Regions from separate parts of the Mus musculus genome. Here region 2 is linked to region 1. The links are chromatin contacts, called in public HiChIP or PLAC-seq maps. All regions are on one chromosome and are shown on one strand. The core of a region is the stretch at or near the end of the contact, and the rest is flanking DNA. Distances in the headings are between cores, read along the strand shown. Region 1 overlaps Camk2d (calcium/calmodulin-dependent protein kinase II, delta). Region 2 overlaps Camk2d (calcium/calmodulin-dependent protein kinase II, delta).

What was found. HiChIP or PLAC-seq counts read pairs in DNA pulled down with a chosen protein or histone mark.
Region 2: an H3K4me3 HiChIP or PLAC-seq map of pro-B cells shows a contact between it and region 1, with 2.3 times the contacts expected there. The contact joins two enhancer-like sites. A contact is called at or near these places in 2 of 39 promoter capture datasets (the C10 cell line and pre-B cells), 1 of 15 datasets of contacts at CTCF or cohesin (the NIH/3T3 cell line), 3 of 484 Hi-C or Micro-C datasets (bone marrow-derived macrophages, nephron progenitors and pancreatic cancer cells), 4 of 115 datasets of contacts at active chromatin or transcription factors (the 230-238 cell line, CD8 T cells, pancreatic cancer cells and 1 more) and 3 of 9 other capture datasets (adipose tissue, liver and pancreatic islet).

What each region holds. Positions count from the first base shown.
Region 1 is chr3:126,656,463-126,663,877 of GRCm38.p6, reverse strand. The region is part of intron 2 of Camk2d (calcium/calmodulin-dependent protein kinase II, delta); the gene reads right to left. Among named protein-coding and RNA genes, the nearest start is that of Gm15551, 8.8 kb to the left of the region's middle. Within about 2 kb of position 3,022, at least 158 of the 459 cell types and tissues checked have an H3K27ac peak or open chromatin away from gene starts, as enhancers often do. A contact at or near this core is called in the NIH/3T3 cell line, pre-B cells and pro-B cells, where this site is marked.
Region 2 is chr3:126,806,436-126,813,850 of GRCm38.p6, reverse strand. It overlaps Camk2d (calcium/calmodulin-dependent protein kinase II, delta), which reads right to left. Exons shown (of 21, transcript NM_001346635.1): 15 at 5,602-5,643; 16 at 3,164-3,212. Among named protein-coding and RNA genes, the nearest start is that of Gm15551, 140 kb to the right of the region's middle. Within about 2 kb of position 3,705, at least 26 of the 459 cell types and tissues checked have an H3K27ac peak or open chromatin away from gene starts, as enhancers often do. A contact at or near this core is called in the NIH/3T3 cell line, pre-B cells and pro-B cells, where this site is marked.

The sequences.
Region 1 (7,415 bases), core at 1,773-4,272:
GTGGTGCAAATTATTTTCAGGTTACGACCTCCAAGATTGTATTGCTAGATCTCGAGAAAGAGAGAGTATAAGCCAAGCCATATAAGAAGCAAACTGAAAGCAAAACCGTTAAAGTTTCTGTCTGGCCAGGAGCTTCAGAGTAAATCAGTGTGGTCCACAGCTGGGACCTCAGTTCCCATTGTGGTCATGAGATGCGAGAAGCCACAGGAGGGTTATGATCACTTTAGGACCAGCTGATTGTTCCTGAAGCTGACCCTGACCTAGAGTCTGTGCTGGCTATGATGCGGTCTTCATCAGAAAGGGAGACAAAGATCTGCCACAGCACTTGAGTGGGGCATGTGAAATATATCTTAGCAGTAGTTTAATAGGTGGGAAATGGGAGTTGAAAGGACATTGATGATGGCACGTTTGGAGTAAGTTCCTCTTAGTGACTACCCAGTCATAGACTGTTGATTTGACAGATGAGGACACTAAGGAACACAGTGGGAAAATGAGCCTTGTCAAATGGAACTAGAACAAATATCCCTGGTGTCACTGCCTGAAGATGAGTGGCTCCCTTATGAGCACTGACTGAAGGCTCCATCTCATGAGGTCTGGAGAGTCAACTTTTAATGAAAGCTCTGACCTGCAGAACACCTTTCTTGGGGCTGTGCATTGGTCTATTAATTACTCACTAATTAATCTTCTTTTTTTTTTCTTCATGAGAGAGGTAGGTCACAAACAGCATTACCTCCTACAGCCATTCTTCGATTAAAGAATACTGGAAGACTCAGGAGTTTTCAGGTTCCTGTTAACTAAGTGCTCGTTTTACTGATAGTGACACATCGGCTTAAGCTATTTCTCTTTCTTTTGCAATCGTCTTATCATATATGATACTGCAGTATACAAGATTTTAAAAAATCTAAAAATCTTTATATTCTTCATTTTCAATCCAAATACAATAAATGGCACAGGCATCCTAAGTCCCGCTAAGCACAGGACAATTCAGGCTCTTGACAAGGTACACCTCTCATCTCAAATTGTTTCTAGAGTTTACTCCATTTAATAGATGATAATAAATTGAGTAGCAAAACAACCAAACAAATAAAAACAAATAAACAAACAGAGCCACACATACCATGGCTAAAAACCTGGTTAAACTACCATTTAACTAAGTGGTCTGCTGAAATGTAAATAATTGACATTAGTTAATATTTTACTTAATTTAAAAATAAAAAAACAAAAACAGACTTCTTGAGTTCTACTTCATAATTGGTTAGTTTTATAATGTCAGTATATATGTTTTCCTAATTTAAGAAATAGTCATACTTAAAACTTCAGCTCTGAGTATTGTGACACACACATTTAATCCCAGCACTCTGAGGCAGAGGCAGGAGGATCTCTGTGAGGTCAAGATGAGCCTAATAATATCTATATCTACATATTAAGTCTCAGGCCAGTCAGGGCTATATACTAAGACCCTGTCTCTCAAAAGACAAAACAAAACAAAGCAAATCAAAGCATGGGTTACAGGACCACATGAATTAGGTCAGCCCTTTCTTTTCCTTGTTTACACTATAAAAGAAGATGTTTTACAGGATGCTATGGGTTGGACGTGGTTCATATCCCCAAAGGTTCCTATGCTTGGACTACAACAGCAACACTGAACAGTACTAGAACCTCTTAAAAGATGAGACCCAGTGGGAGGTGTTCAGTCACCAGAGACACCACATCTCATGAGAGTGATTGAAACCTCAGAGGAATAAATGGGTTACCACAAGACCAAAAGCATGATGGGCTATCTCTATTGGTCTTCTTGCTTCCTCCTGTGTAAATGACTCTACCCATTGACGGTAAGCGGTACCATGTTCTCAGGCCCCTAGAGATCAAAACAGATATGGAACAGGAACTAAGTAGACCTCTTTACAGGGTGCAAGGCTTTGGTGTTTCACTAACAGAAAACTGACAACATAAAACAGAATACATGGGGTAAGAAGAAGAATTAAGTTATATGTTTCACACATGCACACACACACACACACACACACACGGAGGGCAAGCTAGAACTTTGTACCACAGAGAAACAAGCCAAAGGTTTCAGATGTTTGGGGTTATTAGGACAAACAATATTTTATATCAGTGTATTGACTTTTTAAACGAATTTTCAAATACTAGCAATGGTATACGAGCAAAACAGGTATTCAAAACTTTTTGAATTGATGTAGAAAGTCACTTCGGCTTCTTTTTTTTTTTTTTAGCTGCAAAATGTTAGTTACCATTTACCGTTCCTGCACATATTCTCAATCTGTAAGCCTTTCAGTTGGGTTCCCTGCTGCCTTTCTGTGCCCTGCAGACATACCCTTGTAGTCAGGAAAACCTCGGTGCCGTGCAGAACAGGCCAAGCTCGTCAGTTTTCCTGTTTCTCTGGTCCAACCCAACGTCCAGCTCTCTCAGACAACCTCTTTCTCTCAGGCTCTGCTTTGGAGAAACCAGGCAGAGACCTTTACTTTGGCCTTTTTAAATTTCATTTGAAAGTAGGAATTTGACCATCCCGCATCAGTTCAGTCTACATAGCATTCTTAACTATCACTGTGCATGAAGTTTTCATTCAAGTGTTCTGCAAACCGAGCTGAAGTGAGTCACCAGGGCTGCCGCATCAAAGAGGCCCTAAGAACACAGGGTAACAAACAGGTCTGGATCCCATGTTTTCCTCGTAGCTGCATGAGTCCAGTCATCAGCTAGTTCCCTTAAATACACATGAGTCAGATGCTCGACAGTGAAGGAGGTACAGGGAATTAGTCAGCGTTCCTCCAACATGAGAAAACTGCCTTCTTTCTGAATTCAAGGTAAGAAAGGTCAGAGAAAATATTCTAAGTGCAACCAATACATTTTTTTCCCCATTCAAGACATTTAATCCGTGATCTCAGCTCCAAGTAATAGGCTCTGTGAACTTATTTTTGCCACCCACCTCTTATCACACAGATGAGAGAAACTATTTCAAGTGGGTGTGATGGCTTCGTTTCAAGCATTTCAAAATCCTCCGCCACCTGCACAGGAAACTCTGACTGAAAACCAGACAGGTTCCTGCTGAGCAGCTAGGATGTGGCAGGTGAGGCCAGGGTTACATCTAGTTATCAGACTGAAATCAACAAGTGGGACAGGCTAGTCCTGGAGGGCACAGGACATGGTGGGCAGGACCCTGGCCATCTAAGACCCAGCCTAACTCACTGCTGACTGTGTTACATGCACTGGATAGGCCATGCTGAGGCAACAATGATACCAAGTAGACACCTATCCCAGAAAAGCCCAGTAGGCAAAGAGTGGAAGTCACCAAGAGCAAGCAACAGCACATGACGGAAGGAACACCCGACACAGGGATATGCTTACCACTGTGGGGACAAGACAGAAAAAACAAAAGCAAGGACGAGGTGAGGGAGTAGAGCATGGCCTTGTGAGTGTGTAGAGGTTTTTCCACTTTGAAGGGGACGAAGTGAGATTGTGACAAAGAGCAAGCACAGCATGACTCATAATCAGGAAGAAACCTACTCAGAGGGCTTGGAGAACAGTGAAGAGTACGAAATGTTTGTCTGTGGACCACAACCTCGAAGGTGAGCCAAAAAGAGTTGAGGTAACTCTGTGATAAACAGCCAGGACGTTCTATTGCAGAAAGGGGACACATGAAACTGCCAGTGGACATGAGATTGGAGGGCTGAGGCAGCTAGATTTTACACACAGTGTAAACTGTGGAACTGACCCAGCAGCTCCAAGCTCTGATGTCAGTGCTAAGTTGCTTGTGTTCCTGGGTCACCTCTAGCACTTAGGAGAGAGGTGGCTAGGGGAAGACTGACTTCTCGGGCTCAGTGAGAATATGATTAGCATCTACTTACAGGATTGGTAAATGATTTCCATGTTAAAAGCCTAGAAGATCAAAGACAGCAAAGGTCTCCCATGTGAGCTCTAGAGGCCTACCACACAAGCCCATAGACTTGAGTTAAAGCCATGCAAGTGGAGAGAACCAAAATGAGGTTGGGCTTAGACCCTGTGTCTGCACAAATCCTACCCCCTCACACACACACACACACACACACACACACACACACACACACACACACACATTAGTAGTAAAGAAATAAGTAAATAAAAAATGCAAAGGAAAAGCCCTGCTCTTATTTTATTTTAGAAAAAGAGTTGATTGTGGAGTACCAGCAGAGGAAAAAAAAAAGACTACAGGGAAAGACTCCAACTACGATGCTAATAAAAATTACAGATGAGAAAATTAAGTGGGACTTGAGGACATTTTGCTGTAAAGCTATCCATCTCATACAATGAGCACACATCATACTGTGTGTCAAACAAGCTACACAGAATCTAAAGCACGCATACATGTTACTATTGCTGCATTCCACCTTTGAGCATTTGTGAAGTCCTATGTGCAAGCAGCCAGGTCAGCTTACAAGTCAAACAGAAACCTACTTTCTAGACACGACCGAGGAAGTGCCACACATGTGTGTATGATTTGGAATGTCGGAAGTTATAAGGAAATGGTTTAAAATAATGATTTTTTTTCTTCTTTGTCTATCAGGAGACTCTCGGAATAAGGGACAGGACGGGGACAATGTGCCCACCTAGGGACACTGCGAGCCACAGAGGCGGTCAGGAGGGACAGGGGGCTTCTGCTTTTCTCCCTCTCCTTTCTGCTCACAAAGTCTCAATTACTGGAAAAACTTCAGAAATCTTTACCCAAAAGCCCACTTAAAAGCCTGAAATTCTACTTCTTAAAAATAAAATAACATTACTCTCCAGTCTAGAAATAACGCCCGAGGCCCAAAGTGCTACGCTGTCATTACGTCTAAAAATAACCTCAACCAGTCATTCTTGAGGTCAGCTTCGAGTGACAACGTGCCATGCAGCCACAGGAGCAGGGGCCCCACTGTGTCCCACTGTGGGCAGAGGACTCCCTAGGACAAGTCTGCTTTCCCCCACTTCAGACACCATCTGCCAAGGGCCGGCTGCCGATCGCCACACAGGCCTCTGGATAGTGGCTAAAATTCCTCAGTATTCCGCCAGGATCTCTTTAAGGGAGATTCTTACAAAATCAGCCCAACTTCTCTCCTAATACCCACCATCTGCATAAATCTCAAACTACCACCACATGCAAGAATTCCACCTCATAGGAACACTAAAGAGACCCCCCACGCCCCCCCCACACCCCACACCCCCGCACTCCAGCTTTTCAAGTTGGAAAATCGAAAGTCAATGAAGGCTACTAAAGTCATTTCTGGAGCTACAGAAACTCAAAGCATTCAAAAATACAATACTGCAGGGGAAGAAAACCCAGAGATGCTTTAACTTTATGTAAAAGTAGTCATAATAATTGTCTGCTTTCCAGAATACGTAATGGACAGCTTTGAAAATGACTGTCCTTTCCATGGAAATGACAATTAGAAAACAAATCTAGTGAAGACAGTGACCAGCAAGTCACTAAAATGTGTTCAATTTTAAGCAACAGTTTTGCTATTAAAATATTTTCAAACCAAATAATAAGGCCCAAATGAATGACAACTAATATAACAGAAAGGTGTCGCTTGGAAATTCTTGTACAAATACATAATCAATGACATGAGACAGACCTTTTTAACTGTCTGTTGCAAATAGTAAAACTGCCAAAATTCTAACTCAGCTCTTTCTCACATCCACGGTGGTCTCTGAAAGAGCTAATCTTCTTAGAAGGCCCCTTGGGAACCAGGTGTGGTGGCAGCACACCTGCAGTCACTGAGGGAGGAGGATCCCCTAAGTTCAAGGCCAGCTTGGGCTACACAGCATGATGCTACCTTAAAACAGGCAGCTGGCCAGCATTATCTTAACCACATCCCCCTCATGCTTTCCTGTAAGAAACACAGAGCTTACTTCAGAATCGTTCTCTTTCCTGAATAATTAAGAATTTTTGAAATTGAGTCTGCACACACACAAACGATTTCGGGCCATACACCACATATCTAAAGTCATGTTATGTCCTGGATACATTTTAAATATAATCACTGGGGAAAGAAAGAACAAAAACCCTTCAGCCATTATTTCTCAGCAATGGCAATGGAAACAGCTGCTCTCTTCCTTCCCTTTCCTTTCCTTCCCTTCCCTTCCCTTCCCTTTTCCCTTTTCTCTTTTCCCTTTTCCCTTCCCTTTTCCCTTTCCCCTTCCCTTTTCCCTTTTCCCTTCCCTTTTCCCTTCCCTTCCCTTCCCTTTCCCCTTCCCCTTCCCCTTCCTTCACCTTTCCCCTTCCCCTTCCCCTTCTTCCCCTTCTTCCCCTTCTTCCCCTTCTTCCCCTTCTTCCCCTTCTTCCCCTCCCCTCCCTCCCTCCTTCCCTTCCTTCCTTTCCTCCTTTCTTTTTTTTTTCTTTCCTTTTTTTTTTTTTGTTGTTGTTGAGATGGGATCTTGCTTTATGGCCCAAGCTTGGCCTGAACCCCTCAGTTTGACTGACATCTGACATTTGCACCTCAAGCTTCCCAAGTATCTGGATCTAGAGGCAGAAATCACTACATTCTTATGAAGAAATCCTCTTAATGTTGTTGCTCAGTAAGCTAGTGTTTGCCAAGCTCCCACATGTATTAATGTGAGCTCATTATTTCATGTATTGAAATATACCAAATTGCTTAAATAATGCTTTCTTTTCTTACTTAAAAGGATTTTGTAAAAACAGAAAAATAGGATAGTCTCAAAATATATAACTGCAAGAAAGGATACAAATTTCCCAGAAACGCAAACACTGTACGTGTACATGCATATGCATATGTGCATACACACACACACACACACACACACACACACACACACACACAATGTTCATTAGAAAGTTAGCCAAGAGCACACTCATTTTCTTCATTTGTACCAGTTTTGCTCATTCCAAATGAAAGCCCATGGAACTCATCCTTCCTGTCTCCCTGAATCCAACGGGAGGGAAATAATTTCACCAGCCCTCACGTTAGGTTTCTCAGCCGTGTATCACTGAAGTGGAAGAAGATATACATAGAAGCATTGGATCACCATGTTTTAAGCCCCACGACATTCTGTTACAAATCACTCCTAAGTTACAATCAGGAGCAGTTATCTAAGTAGTACAATGTCCATGTAACATGGTTGGCTGGAAGTTTTCTACCTGACAAATACTGACTGGCAGGACACTGTATTCTGTGTGTCCTATAATCACAAAACATCTTAAAGGCAAGTCAGGTCATCAATCAAATCCAATTCAAGGTCTAACCTATTGGGGTGCAAAGGGAAATAGCCCTTTATAGAGCAATAATGACTGGACTGGACCAAGGGTCATGTCCACACTTTTGGAATTAACACGGAATCCAAATGGAGGCAGTGACAAACAGTAGGCTTCAGTAAGTGCTGAGTTTCTATTAGAGCTGAACAAGGAAACCTTTCAGCCTCAG
Region 2 (7,415 bases), core at 2,456-4,955, 150 kb before region 1:
GTAGCTGACGAGAACTAGGCATTAGTATAGGAAGCCTGTGATATCCTAACAAGGGCATGCGCCTCCATGAGCAGCTTAACCGTAGGTGCTGCTGCTGGCTGTGTTTCATGGGAGAGGACCTGTGCTAGCCACATAGGACGATGCTATGGAAACTGGTCTAGATGAGTCTGCTGCCAGGGGTGGGGTTTCACTTGAGTAACAATGCTGTACACAACCTTGCTCAGATAGCATAGGCAGTAGAAGAAAGTAAAAGTATTTTCTTGATGTGGATTAGTCATGCGTAGAGGATATAGTTTTGGTCAAATTATATAATTGTCTTTATCAGTTCGTACATGGAAGATAGGGCTTTGCCTTCTCACAGAATAAGACAATAACATACTTTCTACTAAACTACACAGAGTATGGCAAAACTATACACATCACTTAAATATATCAGCCCTTTCTTAGGTAATTATTCAGTGACTTGACAGAGGGAGCTATTCCTGCAGAAAGAAATCGCCAACAAAATAAATGCATTAAAACCATTTCCTGTCTTTCACCTTTTACCTACTTATATCTACAATGGTGCCTGGGTGATTTTCAGAAGCGTAGATAGTCCTAAAGGTTTCTAGAATCTACCAACATTAAAAGGATCTGCTCTCAAAGGGCTGCATATATTTTAGAGGGAAGACAGCTGAGGCCTATATGGTCTATACCAGTATGATCAAGCAGAAATGAAATTTATTCATTAGGTTCCAGAAAATAAATGTGAGCACCCTGTGCTCAATTATTACCTAGACATTTTCTTTAATCTTATATTATACTTGTTAATCTTAGTTTTATACTTAATTTCTAAAATTTTGTGTGTATAAGTCTGTTATAACCCTAAAAACAAATAGTGCATCAATTTTTCAAATCCCCAAGGGAAACTTTGGCTCATTTTATTTTGACTTGTTTCTTTGAGTCAGGTCTCACTATGTCCACAGGGCAGGTCTAGACCTCATTTTATATCCACTTTTAACCTTAAACTCTGTGTCCTTTTGCCCCAGCATCTTGAGTGCTGGGATTACAGGTGTGTGCTCCCATGCTCACCTGAGAGACTGTAATAGACACACTGATATGTAGATAAATGAAAGAGAGAGTTATCCTGAGCAAGTACTTAATAGCTCAAGTCAAACTCAGATGAGAAACATTATAAATTAAAGCCATTCTCATAATTACCAAGGTGTGAAAATGTCCTAGGTGGATGAACTACATATACTGAGGTGTTGGGATTCCCTTCGCTATACTCAGTTATTTAAATATTCGCTCCTCTGGTGGATAACGGATAGGTTTTCAGACACTTGATTAAAAATAGAGACCAGGGAGCAGGGTGGAAGCTAAGACCTGTAGGCCTCAGCAAAGACTGAAAAAAAAAAAAAATAACATATGAGAAAAACAGTAGCTGGCAAAGAGGAGGGCAGGATACCCTTAGCTGAGGCCAGCAGAACCCTGCCACTCATAGGAAGAGTTTTACAGTGTTTAAAGTGGCCCATGGTTCATTATAATATGGAATACATGAAGCTGTATATAGAACTACATGCAACAGAGAATGTGTGAAAAAAAATCAGGCAATGCAATAGGGACAGAAAGATCACATTCCATAACATACAACATCTCCATCCTCCATGAAGCCAGGCTACTCCTGCTCTGAGCTCTCTCTCCCCTGGCCTAATTCCTCTGCTGGAAGTCTCTGTCTCTGTCTGTCTGTCTGTCTGTCTGTCTCTCTCTCTCAAATAAATGGTCTTTACTTCAGCTGCATCAGCCTTGGCTCAGCTCTTTGTTCTGGTGCACAATGACCTAGACTCTCTCTGGGAGTGTCCACCAAACACTTACCTAAGCTGGTATCAAAACCATGTGCAACATTTTATTTAACTGAAGAGCTAATGCTAAAACATTCACAAGATGATCCTTCCTGAATCACTGGCAAAGCTAAATGGTGCATCTGTTTATTTGGTTAACACATATGTTTTTTACGTAATATCAATGACTCAGCAAAAATGGGAGGCGTAGACTTAATCGTAGCCTTGACACTGATCTCTACATTTGCACTCTAAGAAACAATGAGTGTCTTTCTTTAAGAGAAGTAGGGAAGTGCCCTAGTAATACAGAGAGTATGCCTGAACAGTGCCAGTGCTCTACTTAACCAAGAAGAAAAGGAGCAGCAGAGGTGACTGCCAACTGTGGCCTGCAGCCATTTTCATTTCCTAAATTGTCCATCTTCCTCCTGGACCTGAGATCTACTTACTGGTTATTTATTCTATAACACAAGTTCATATGTTTTTCGAGACTATTTCATTAACGCTACCTAAAGAATTATAGAATTTAGTGACATTTTTACAAAAGGTACTTCCCAGTTAAGATTTAGCTAATGGATGAATCACATTTTTTCAATTCTTCAAATATATTTTACCCTCCTTTAAATGTTTATTTTAAATATCTTTATTATTATAATAATATTTCAGAATATATTCTACCCAAGCAAAGAGGAAGCTATACATACTGAGCTACAGCAAGAACACAAAACTGCACAAGAAAATGGAGCAAAATTAACACTTCAAAACCAACTATGTGGTCAGAGGAAGTAGAGTAAACCTGAAGTACATATTGAGCATGTTTGTGCGGTGGTTCTGTGATTTCAATAGCTTGATAGCTTTGGCAAACAAAATGAAATGGATGTCAAAGCTATATTAAGAAAGTCTATGAAACCCAAGCCAAAAAGCTCCCAAAATCATAAAGCTCCATTGATATTCAATGGAGACCGTTAAAAATTATTAGAATATTTTCATAACACTTCTTCAGAATATAATCTTGAATACAGTTTTCTATACAAGCTTTAATGATATATATAAAATGTATATATATTTTATTCAACTTTTGACTGACATGTTTAAAATCAGTCGTTAGCTGCAATGTCAACAATATGCTTGCACAGAACACATGTTTAAATTTAAATCACATGAAATGTGAAAAAGCTGACATATTCACAGAGTGATTCATTATCCAGAATAATGTATTCATAAAACAAAACAAAAAAGAATTTCTTTTGGGATAAATCTTCTTCCTAGTTTAAAGTGAACAAGCTTTGCTGTGATGGATGTGGCTCTGTGAATTAGGGCTTTCCCACTCTTTGCCTCAAGCCTACCTTTCACGTCTTCATCCTCAATGGTGGTGTTTGAGCTCTCAGTTGACTCCTGTGCAGAGGGAAACACAGCTTTAAGCTTCACAAAACAGAGAGCTAGCTCTTATGACAAACTTGGCTGGTGATGCATACAGATCATGCAAACTTCTTCAGCAGGCTGTGTGCATATGCCGACATGCAAATGGACACATATGTCAAGTGACTTTCAACAGAAACAAGATGTCATATGCTGCAAACATTTCAAAGGGAGCACTCTGGTTGCCTAGTCACGGATGCAGGATAAATCCAGGTGATTTGTAGAAGCAGAAGAAGTATGTAGTTTATTTGAAGATGAATTGCATGAGTTCACATTACAGTGCCTCATACAGTGTGTTTTTAGGAGAAGTGGAATATTTCAGCAGAATAAATTTTAAATTTAAAATACATGTTTTTTTTTTCTTTCCCTAATGAACCTCAAAAGTAGCAAGTTTTTGCATTGGGCACTGTGTTGAGTATAGAATTTGCTATTTGTCTACCCTGCACCTGTGTGGAGAAAGGGCGCTCATTTCATCAGAAGCTGGGACTATCCAGCTGAGCCAGGCTGAGCACAGCTGTCACAAAGTTTCAGGTTTATCTTTAGGACACTGAGATCGTAAGGCATAGTATGTTTTCAAGGTCAGTTAGACTTATTTTCATTCATTCATTCTTTTTTTTTTTTCATTCTTTCTTAACTCAGAACGGGTTACAAAATCTCTTCCCACAAGGAAAAGACAAAAGATCATTGAGAGTCTGCAAATGAAGGTGGGGAGTAGCAAGCACATTCACAAGTGTACTGCTACTGCTGGAGGGGAGACACTTCCTACAGGAGCTTCATAAAGGCTTTTATTACACTTCAGTAATGAAACGCTTTCTAGTAAAGATATGTTGTAGTATTTGTAAGTACTCATTTTCCACTTGGAATGATTAAAGGCCAGAGCTGAAAATAACTGGGACCAACCTTCCAGTTAATAGCTGTATGTTCAGTGAATGGAAAACAGGGTTTGGAGGATAGTTTAAAAAAAATTCCAGTCAGTGTCCATTTATAGATTTGGTATTTTTAGAAAGCCATCTATTTATATGCATATATACCATATATAATATTTAAACCAAAGAGATAAACTAGCTAATGTCCAGAGTCTCCACACATACAAAACCAAAGGGGGAAAAACACCCATGCATTTCTTTAATGTGATGTAGCATTCAGACTTAATCTCAAAATGAAGGTTAATCCCATGCACTTAAAGAAAATGAATTCATATAAGCAATAAATAGCATGCAGCAACCCTTACAATTACGGCAGTGTCCACACCAGCTGCTATGCCTGGTCTTTCATTTGATAGTGCCATTAATGGGATTATTCTCATATGTGCTGGTCCTGACTACCTCAAATCTTTTGGGGACCTAGAACATCTCCAGTGTCATGACACTAATGTACACACCAGATGACGACACAAAACACTTCACATTTTCAACATGGGTCAACTAAATATTGATCCAGAGATGAAATATATTTCCTGATCCTTCAACGTTAATGATTAGAGTAAGGAAAAGACCTGTGACTTAATCAGTATCTTATCTGATGCATTTTCCTCCCTTAAATATGAAAATGAATGTATACCAAGTTATAAGCTAGACATAGAATATATAGAGAGCATATCTCCTTTTATCCTTCAGACATGTGAGTGTTGGTATGAACACAGTATACATATAACTTACAACAGGTAGAGCACATTAGTCTTCATTCAGCAACTTACTCAAATGTATGTTACTGTAATTCATATAGATTGACAGCAAACATATTTAACAAAAAGTGGAACTCCCCGATTCTCTTCAAATTCACTGCAAACAGCAACACCACCAGCGATATCATCAATAACAGGGAATTGAAAAACAAGCAACCAGAAACAACAACAAAACCACTGTGACAACAGAGGACAATGGAAAAGCTGAAAAGCAACAATGTGTTTTAGAAAAAAAAATATACCTACACACTTGTTATGTTTGAAGATGAGGAGGATGATAGCAAGAAATTCTGAAATTTCGTGCTGTATATGTTTATTGTATAACGCACAAACAGACATGGAGAATTAAAAGGAGCACACGGAGTAGCTTAAGATACACGGTCATCTCAACACAAAGACTTTGCAAGTGTTTACACAGACTCTTACTCTTTTTTTTTTTTAATATACTAAGGGATCATTGATCTCTCTCTCTCTTTCTCTCTCTCTCTCAGGGTATCATTCATTTTGATCTGAAAGAAGTCTATAGATAATTCTAGAAGAATTAGGCCTTAAAGAGCATGTGGTGAAAAGATGGCCATTTTTTTTCCTTCCCCACTTGAGATAATGACTGGGTTTTGCACAGGGCATTTGGTGAGTTGTGTAATCTTATCAGAGCAAATGGGGTTGCTTCTCTCTGAATACCTTGTTTCCGTCAGGGTTGTGGATTACAGTAGTTTGGGGCTCCTGAGTGAGAACAAAATAGAGAAAGAAACAGTTTGTTTTGGTAAGTACATTCTTACTAGTCTGTGGGACAGAGCAGAGAGGGCCAACAGACAAGACTAGTGACAAGAGCTAAAGCCAGGTAAGGGGCTGTCAACAGCTGACAGGATCTCTGTGGAGGCCTCTGTGGTGAGCCCATGAGATCACACACCTCTCTACCCAGAAGCAGCATGCAAAAGACCTTATTCTTGAGAGGTGAATGAGGAGGCTTTGCAATTTGGAGACCTAAAGAGGCAGTCACTGTTTCACCCGGCCCTATCCCAGGAAGAACTTCTTTTCTTTTCCTCTGAATACTCTATTTCTGTCTGTACGCAGGAACTGGCCAAGAGCACCATAGATAGAATTATCCACGAAGATATCAAAATCTTTGTGAAGATTTTTTTCCAGCTATATTGCCTTGGGACTCAATTCTGATATTAATATAATCAACACATAGCTGAATATCCTTGGAGACTTTTGAAACACTGGACCACATTTAAAAAAACAACAATAACAACAACAACAACCCCCCTACACACAAAAATGTCCAAAAGAATACACACAAAAGGCATGAAAAAAATTCTAAATGATACTTTTTAAAAAGTTTGTTTAAATGTTTTAGAACTAATAATAGAACACAATCATTGGAATCACTGTTGACACATCTTATACTAATCACGTTGAAAATAAAAGTTCTACTTCATAAACTTCATATCTAGAATACTAAGTTTCCTTTCTTCTCTACTGGATACTATATTTCTGTCTATCTCATAGAAACTGGCCAACAACACCAGAGATAGAAATATCTAAGAGGAGATCAAATTCTTTGTGAGGATACATTTTATGTAAAATTCATTATATAGTATTTATAGGTAATGTTTTTTTTCCCATGAAGAAATTATTATTTTTCTGTGAGAAAAAAACTTTTTTTTTTTTTTTGGTTTTTTGAGACAGGATTTTCTCTTTAGCCCTGGCTGTTCTGGAACTCAATAAGCAGTAAATAATACTCAAATATTAATTAAAAAAAAAGACCTAGTGTTCATACAACGATAGCATGCCTGCTGCAGCCACTAACGGCCACCCTGGCACCTGTGAGTTGTTATAACCATGGCCAGTCTTCTCCACCACGGGCATTTCCTCAAGGGAAAGCCTACACTGCATGCTTAGAAAACTCCTACCACAGCTTCTTTTCTTCCCTTCTGTAGCTTCAGCTGTGACACTGACTTTACTATTTATAACCTGCTATCTTTTGGCCACTTTTTTCTTACCTATTTTTAAGAAAACATGTTTTTTTTCCTAGGGATTGAACACCAAAGTCTCTTCTATGTTACAAAAATGTTCTCCTACTGAGCTTTGCTCTCTCTCAGTCCTGATAACCCTCTATCACTGCATTTCTTTTCCTTCAAATGTTCTTAAATTGAGCCTACTGGTCAACCCAATTAAAGTAATGTCTAACGTTTTTAAGTCAATGGCAATAACAGTCTGGGAACAGTCATGAATAAAAGTAATTTCTGGGAATCTAAGTCAAATTATAAAACGTGTATACTAAATGCCAGTATTCAGATTTTGAATTTTAATACAAGACTATTTCAATGTGTGGAGGGAACTAAGTTGTTACTTCTCTACATTTAGTTGAAACGGACAAAACTGTCTGTCTCTGATAGCTTAACCTTTGTAGTATACACTCTCATTCTGTGGAAGTAAGTGAAACAGTGACAACTTAATTTGAAACACAACGGACAAAAAGCTTTGACTTA